Regions from separate parts of the Sus scrofa genome. Here region 1 is linked to region 2. A link is a contact called in public HiChIP or PLAC-seq data. All regions are on one chromosome and are shown on one strand. The core of a region is the stretch at or near the end of the contact, and the rest is flanking DNA. Distances in the headings are between cores, read along the strand shown.

What was found. HiChIP or PLAC-seq counts read pairs in DNA pulled down with a chosen protein or histone mark.
Region 1: a contact with region 2 is called in an H3K27ac HiChIP or PLAC-seq map of alveolar macrophages. The contact joins the promoter of CCS here to the enhancer-like site in region 2. A contact is called at or near these places in 10 of 47 Hi-C or Micro-C datasets (adipose tissue, blood, embryonic fibroblasts and 5 more) and 2 of 2 datasets of contacts at active chromatin or transcription factors (alveolar macrophages and skeletal muscle).

Annotation. Positions count from the first base shown.
Region 1 is chr2:5,831,603-5,834,712 of Sscrofa11.1, forward strand. CCS (copper chaperone for superoxide dismutase) reads right to left here and starts at 1,661. Exons shown (of 8, transcript NM_001001866.1): 1 at 1,620-1,661; 2 at 1,204-1,276. The coding sequence starts at 1,658. It overlaps CCDC87 (coiled-coil domain-containing protein 87), which reads left to right and starts at 1,829. Exons shown (of 1, transcript XM_003480670.4): 1 at 1,829-3,110. The coding sequence starts at 1,920.
Region 2 is chr2:5,762,662-5,765,525 of Sscrofa11.1, forward strand. No RefSeq gene overlaps it. Among named protein-coding and RNA genes, the nearest start is that of RBM4B, 18 kb to the left of the region's middle. Within about 2 kb of position 1,435, at least 3 of the 83 cell types and tissues checked have an H3K27ac peak or open chromatin away from gene starts, as enhancers often do. A contact at or near this core is called in alveolar macrophages, where this site is marked.

The sequences.
Region 1 (3,110 bases), core at 411-2,910, 69 kb after region 2:
CAGAGCCAAGTGCCACCGCTGTCCTCAGAGCCCATCACATCTCATCTCCTGCTCTTCACAGCACAAAGCCTGTGTGTTCATCTTCCCTGAGGGCAGGGGCTGTGCCTGAAACACCTGTCAACCCTCCTCCCTTAGAAGCCCCCAGTATCTGGTCTATACCTGCTGAAGGACTAGATAAATCTTTTTTTTTTTTTTTTGTATTTTTGCCATTTCTTGGGCCACTCCCATGGCATATGGAGATTCCCAGGCTAGGGGTCGAATCGGAGCTGTAGCCGCCAGCCTACACCAGAGACACAGCAACGCGGATCCGAGCCGCATCTGCGACCTACACCACAGCTCACGGCAACGCCGGATCCTTAACCCACTGAGCAAGGGCAGGGACAGAACCCACAACCTCATGGTTCCTAGTTGGATTCGTTAACCACTGAGCCACGATGGGAGCTCCAGGACTGGATAAATCTTTAAGAGAATCAAAGGCAGGCAGTTTCCAGGGCCATGCTGGTGGCTCTGCCTTCACAGATCTTTCCAACTGTGCCAAGTAGACACCAGACCAGTTAGCTGGCTTTTAAGAATCAGAGCCACCTGGAATGGAACATGGCCAGGGCAGCTGTTTACTCTGTCAAGAACTCGCTGTTGGAGTTCCTGTCGTGACTCAGCAGAAACGAATCTGACTGGCATCCTTAGGGACAAAGGTTCGATCCATGGCCTCGATCAGTGGGTTGAGGATCCAGTGTTGTCATGGGCTGTGGTATAGGTTGCAGATCTGGTGTTGCTATGGCTGTGGTTGTGGTGTAGGCTACAGCTCCAATTCGACCCCTACCCTTGCATGGGGACCTCCATATGCCGCAGGTGCAGCCCACAAAAGGAAAAAAAAAAAAAAAATCACGCTGTTTCTCAAACAAGAACTGCCTGTTTTCCAGGGAACATCCCCTGCAGGGGGCTATGCTCTGTCTACCTCCTCACTCTCCAGGTACCTGAGGTTTAAGACACCAGTGGGGCAGCCAATTAGAGGCAGTAGAAGAATCTGGCTGGGCAAGCCTGAGCCCTGCACTCCAGCCTCCGCCTCTGGTTCTCTGAAAACACTCTCTCCCCAGGCTTCAATTTCTGTATCTGTAAATGGGAGTAGGGTTGGTCTAAGAGAGCTTCCTGTCCCTCCCAGAGGCCTCCAGACTGGAAGAAAAGTTTTTCGGATCTGGCTCTTACCAGCCACCCCTTGCAGGCTCCTGCTCACCGCGTCCACACAGCTCTGACAGGTCATCTGCACCGCGAACTCTAACTGCAAAGGTAGCAGGAACGGGTCGATAAGAGCTGGGAAATTCCTTCTTGCGTGATTTTGTTTCACTATCTCCCCTATGACCACCCCCAAAGGCCTGGAGTAACGGCGCCCCACGTGATTCCTCCTCAAGCTCCTTCATTATCACTCACGATCATTTCAGGACCAACACCCACCCCCCAACATTAACGCCAAGGGCTCTGTTGGTCTCACATTCCAGTTTCGAGCTGGGGCCCCAGGCCCCAACCCAGGCGTCCGCTCCTTCCCCCATTCTCAAGTTAACGATCACCCCAGACGCCGAGGCTCTGTGCTCTGCGAGGTCCCCACACGAGGCCTCGACCCTCACCATGCAGGCAGTCTCGCGGTCCCTCGAGTCCGATGCCATCCTGGACCCAGGCACCTGCCGAAGGACCCGTTCTGTCCGGGTCGGCAGGCACCAACCCAGAACAGCGCCGCGGGGAGGCGGAGCCCGGGAAGACGCTCCTCGCCCCGCCTCCTGGTGCGCACGCAAACAAGGCACCGCGCCTCCCCACCCACCACCAGGCTGCGGCGGGCATGGGCCGCGCAGGCGCACTTGGGCATCCGGGCCATCGTTGCCTCAGCAACCGCCAGCTCCGCCTGCCGGGCCCGGGATGCCAGCCCTGAGATGGAGCCCAATAAGCCGGAGCCAGAGCTCCAGAGGTTTTACCACAAGTTGCTGCGTCCGCTGTCGCTCTTCCCCCGCAGGGCGACGCACACAGAGTCTGAGAAGCGCCTCCCGAAGGAGGTCCCCATGCTGCTGCCCCTGCCCTTCTCCCGACTGACCGTGGCGTCCCTCTGCCGCCAGGTAACGGAGCGGCTGGCCAGCAGCGGGCTGGAGGCGCGCGCGCCTGCGAAGGTACGACTCTGTTTCACCCAGGTCATCCTGGACGAGCTAAAATGCAGCTGGCAGGAGCCCCCCGCGGAACCTGGTCTGAGCCACTTGGACAATCAGAGGCTGCGGAAGCGGCTCCTGGTCTACGTGCTGCTCAGCAGCGAGCTGCTCTTCGTACGCTCCCTGCACCTTCAGAAGATGCTGTCGACACCTGCAAGTGTCTTCACTGAATCAGCCACGCTCACCCGGTTGGCCGCCAGCCTCGCCAGGGAATGCACAATCTTCCTCACCAGCCCCGACGTCTACCGTGGGCTGCTCGCTGACTTCCGCGCCCTGTTGAAGGAAGAGCAGGCCCAAGCCCGCAGGTCCAGGCTGCGCCCGGGCGGCTCCCCTGAGGCTTTCAGGCTCTGCCCTATCCCGTGGTATGAGAGCCCTAGCTTTGCCCAAGTGCCGAATTTCAACCTCAGCCTGAACGATCTCATCCAGCTCAGCCGCCCGCGAGAGTCTGTCAGTGAGCCTGAACTGGATCCGGTAAAGGAACTGAAGTCCATTCCCCAGCTGAAGAAGAGGAAGCCTCTCCGCTGGCTGTCCTCCGTGCAGAAGAAGAGAGAAAGCAACTTGGGTTCTCCACAGCCTGCGTCCCTGCCTGCGTGCTCTGCGGCTCCCCCCAGCCGGACTCCCGCCCCCTCCCACTTGCCCCTCTCCTTCCAGCTCCAGAGGGGCCAGTCCTTGCCCTCCCTACGTGAGGGCTGGAAGCTAGCAGATGAGTTGGGTCTTCCTCCGCCCTCTCCTCGACCCTTAACCCCGCTGGTCCTGGTTGCAGAGAGCAAACCTGAGCTGGCAGGGGACACAGTGGCTGAGGACCTGAAGCAGATAATGAGGAACATGGAATTGCATCGGACCCGCTGCTCACTGGTGGACTCAGGCCTGCCCCCGCTCCTGGGGGCCCTGACCTACCGCCCTCGCCCAGGACACCACATGGAA
Region 2 (2,864 bases), core at 185-2,684:
TGACTGTGGTACAGGCCTTAGCTGCAGCTCCTATTCGACCCCTAGCCTGGGAACTTCCATAAGCCATGGCCATAAAAAAAATAATAATACACACACACACACACACCAGTCCACAAAGAGAATGAAATATTTGTGAGAGATGATGGCCAACATGTCCCTGTCCCATTTTGGAGAAAAAAATGAATTAATACCCAAAATACCCAAGGCCTTCCATCTCCATGGATTTCTTCCTGGACAGTCAGCTATTTAGGATGAAATTCTGGGCACCATGCAAGCAAGGACCAGCCACAGCAGCAGCATTCTGACACACTTCAAGTACAAGGCAAAATAAACCCCAGCCTGATTTAAATGTTGTTGCCAGGAGAAAAGCATCCAGGTCCCCCTAGGTGGTGTCTCAGAACTCCCTGACTTCTACTGCAACACCTTCCCTGCAGAGACAAAGACCCATTGAGCCACAGCTCCAACTTGGCAATAGCTTAGACTACTGCAGTCCAAGTCCTGCTCTTTTTAGGCCTGAGACAGCCCCAAATCTATACTTTCCTCTAACTGCCAGCCACACAGTGAAGTCAGTGTGGCATAGAAAGGGCACTCAATACACTGCACAGAGCCTGTCCACAAGGCAGGAAAGGAGGGTTAGTTGGCTGCAAGATAGCCCTGAAAAGGGAAACAACTTGCCTAAGACTGCTCTCATGGCTTGTTAGAATTTGGCTCACAAATCTGGTTCTCTGAGATATTTAGGAGGAGGAAGGAAGAAATAAAAATACATTCCTAGGAAGAGTTGTCAGCTCTGTCAGAAAAATCCATCTCAAGGCTTTAAGATCAAGGCTCTATTGCCGAGAAGTGCAAGAAATGAGAGATCAGCCACAGGAACCCACACATGGAAAGGTTGGCAAAATGATCTCAATCAGTAGTGCCTTAGGTTTGCAGGCCTTCTGAGGATCCAGGCAAAATTTAAATCGCACAATTATGGCGCTACAGGTTGAAGGACTCACTCCGGTCATTCTCTCTACTAATCCACAAGAACCAATGAGGTAGCATCCTTTGGCTCCCCTGGTAAAGCCAGGGCAGTTAAATGACTTGCCCCTGCCCCCAAGGTACATACACAGTAGGTGATTCCTACTGTGTGCTCACCACAGCAGAGAGATGAAGAAAGAAGCTACTGAAATGGAGAAGAGCAGCTGGCAGAGGCACCCAGTAGTCCTAAGGCTAGACCCTATTGAGTCTATAAGGAGGGGGTGGTGACGGGGTTAGCCTCTGCATTTGGCAAGGTGAACTACATTTCCAGCAACAGTGGTCCTGGCCCACCCTTGGCTCTGACCTGAGAGGCAGGACAATGGCTATGAGAATTAGGAAAATGAGTGGTTAGGGAAAGGCCCTCCCCACCCTAAGCACCACTATCCTCCTTCTACACTGCGGCATGGCCAGTGGTTTCAGGGCTATGTTGGTGAATCACACCAAGCCTCTCCATAGGACGAGAGTTTGAGGAACCTGGACGAAGACCATCTAAGCTGGGCACGTGGCCAACACCCCAGGGACCACAACGCTGTTGCCACCTTCCCCACCCCTACCTGGAACAGAACAAGGTGATTCACGATCAAGATGAGCAGAGGAGGAGGCTCAGAGATTTGGACCCTGCAGGGAAGTCAGAACTGGGACTGGACCACACTGTAACAGGCCTCAGGACACTCACTAGACTAATGGCTGAAATTTAGGCTCTGGAGCTCGAGGGCCAGAACTTAGATACAAGCTCTTTCTGTGGCCTTAGACATGCTACTTAATTTCTCTGAGCCTGTTTCATCATAAAATGGGAATTTTATTGTGTGAAGTAAATGTAAAGCACTCAGTTCGCTATTACTACCACAAACTGATGTGTGCAAGCAAAAGAGAAGCTTCCACTCTATTCTTGAAGGGAGTTACAGGGAGGGAGCTGTCATCACTCCTCCTTTGGTCTTCAAGGAACCCAGCCCCCGCCGCCCCGGTTCTTGCCCACTGTGGAACCTAGACATACCCACTCAAGCTTCGCCTTTAGGGATCACCAATCTCCAAGCTAAAGGGCCTTCCTAGGTTATCATTTCCACCACCTCTGCCTTTTTTTTTTTTTTTTTTTTTTGGCTTTTTAGGGCCACAGCTATGGCACATGGAAGTTCGCAGGCTAGGGGGCAAAAAAGCCATGGCCATAGCCATAGCAACTTGGGATCTGAGCTGCATCTGTGACCTACACCACAAGCTCATAGGAACGCTGGATCCTTAACCCAGAGTGAAGCCAGGACTCAAACCCGCATCCTCATGGATACTAGTCGGGTTCATTACCACTAAGCCACAATGGGAACTCCTTTTTTTTTAAACGTCTGCCTTTCTTGACGGCTGACATATAGAGTAGAGCACAACTCTAACCCTAATGGGCCATCTGGGAATCCTCTGGTCCTACCCAGGGCCTGGTCCTGTGCTGGCACTCAGTTTCTTGAGCAACTGATAACTGCTAAGGCAGTGAATGATGGGGACAAGGGTAGAGGATAGTATGTTCCTAAGAGAAGCACAACATTCAAATAGCTTATATATAAATACACATTATTAAATGCCCATTACAAGTCAGACACTGTTGCCAGGCACTGGGGCAGCCCCCTTACTTACAATTTATGAGGAAAATATTCAACGCATGAGTAAGCAAAGAAACTAAGTACCACAAAATACACAAACTGGGCACAATGGTAGGGAAGAATGGGGGTGGGGGTGGGGAAGCATCTCTTAGAGGTTGTCAGGGACCTTCCTCTGAAGCTTGATCCTGAAGCGAGGACCTGAAGAGTAAATCAGCCCTGGAGTTCCCGCTATGGCGCAACAGGATTAGCAGCATCTTGGGACCACTG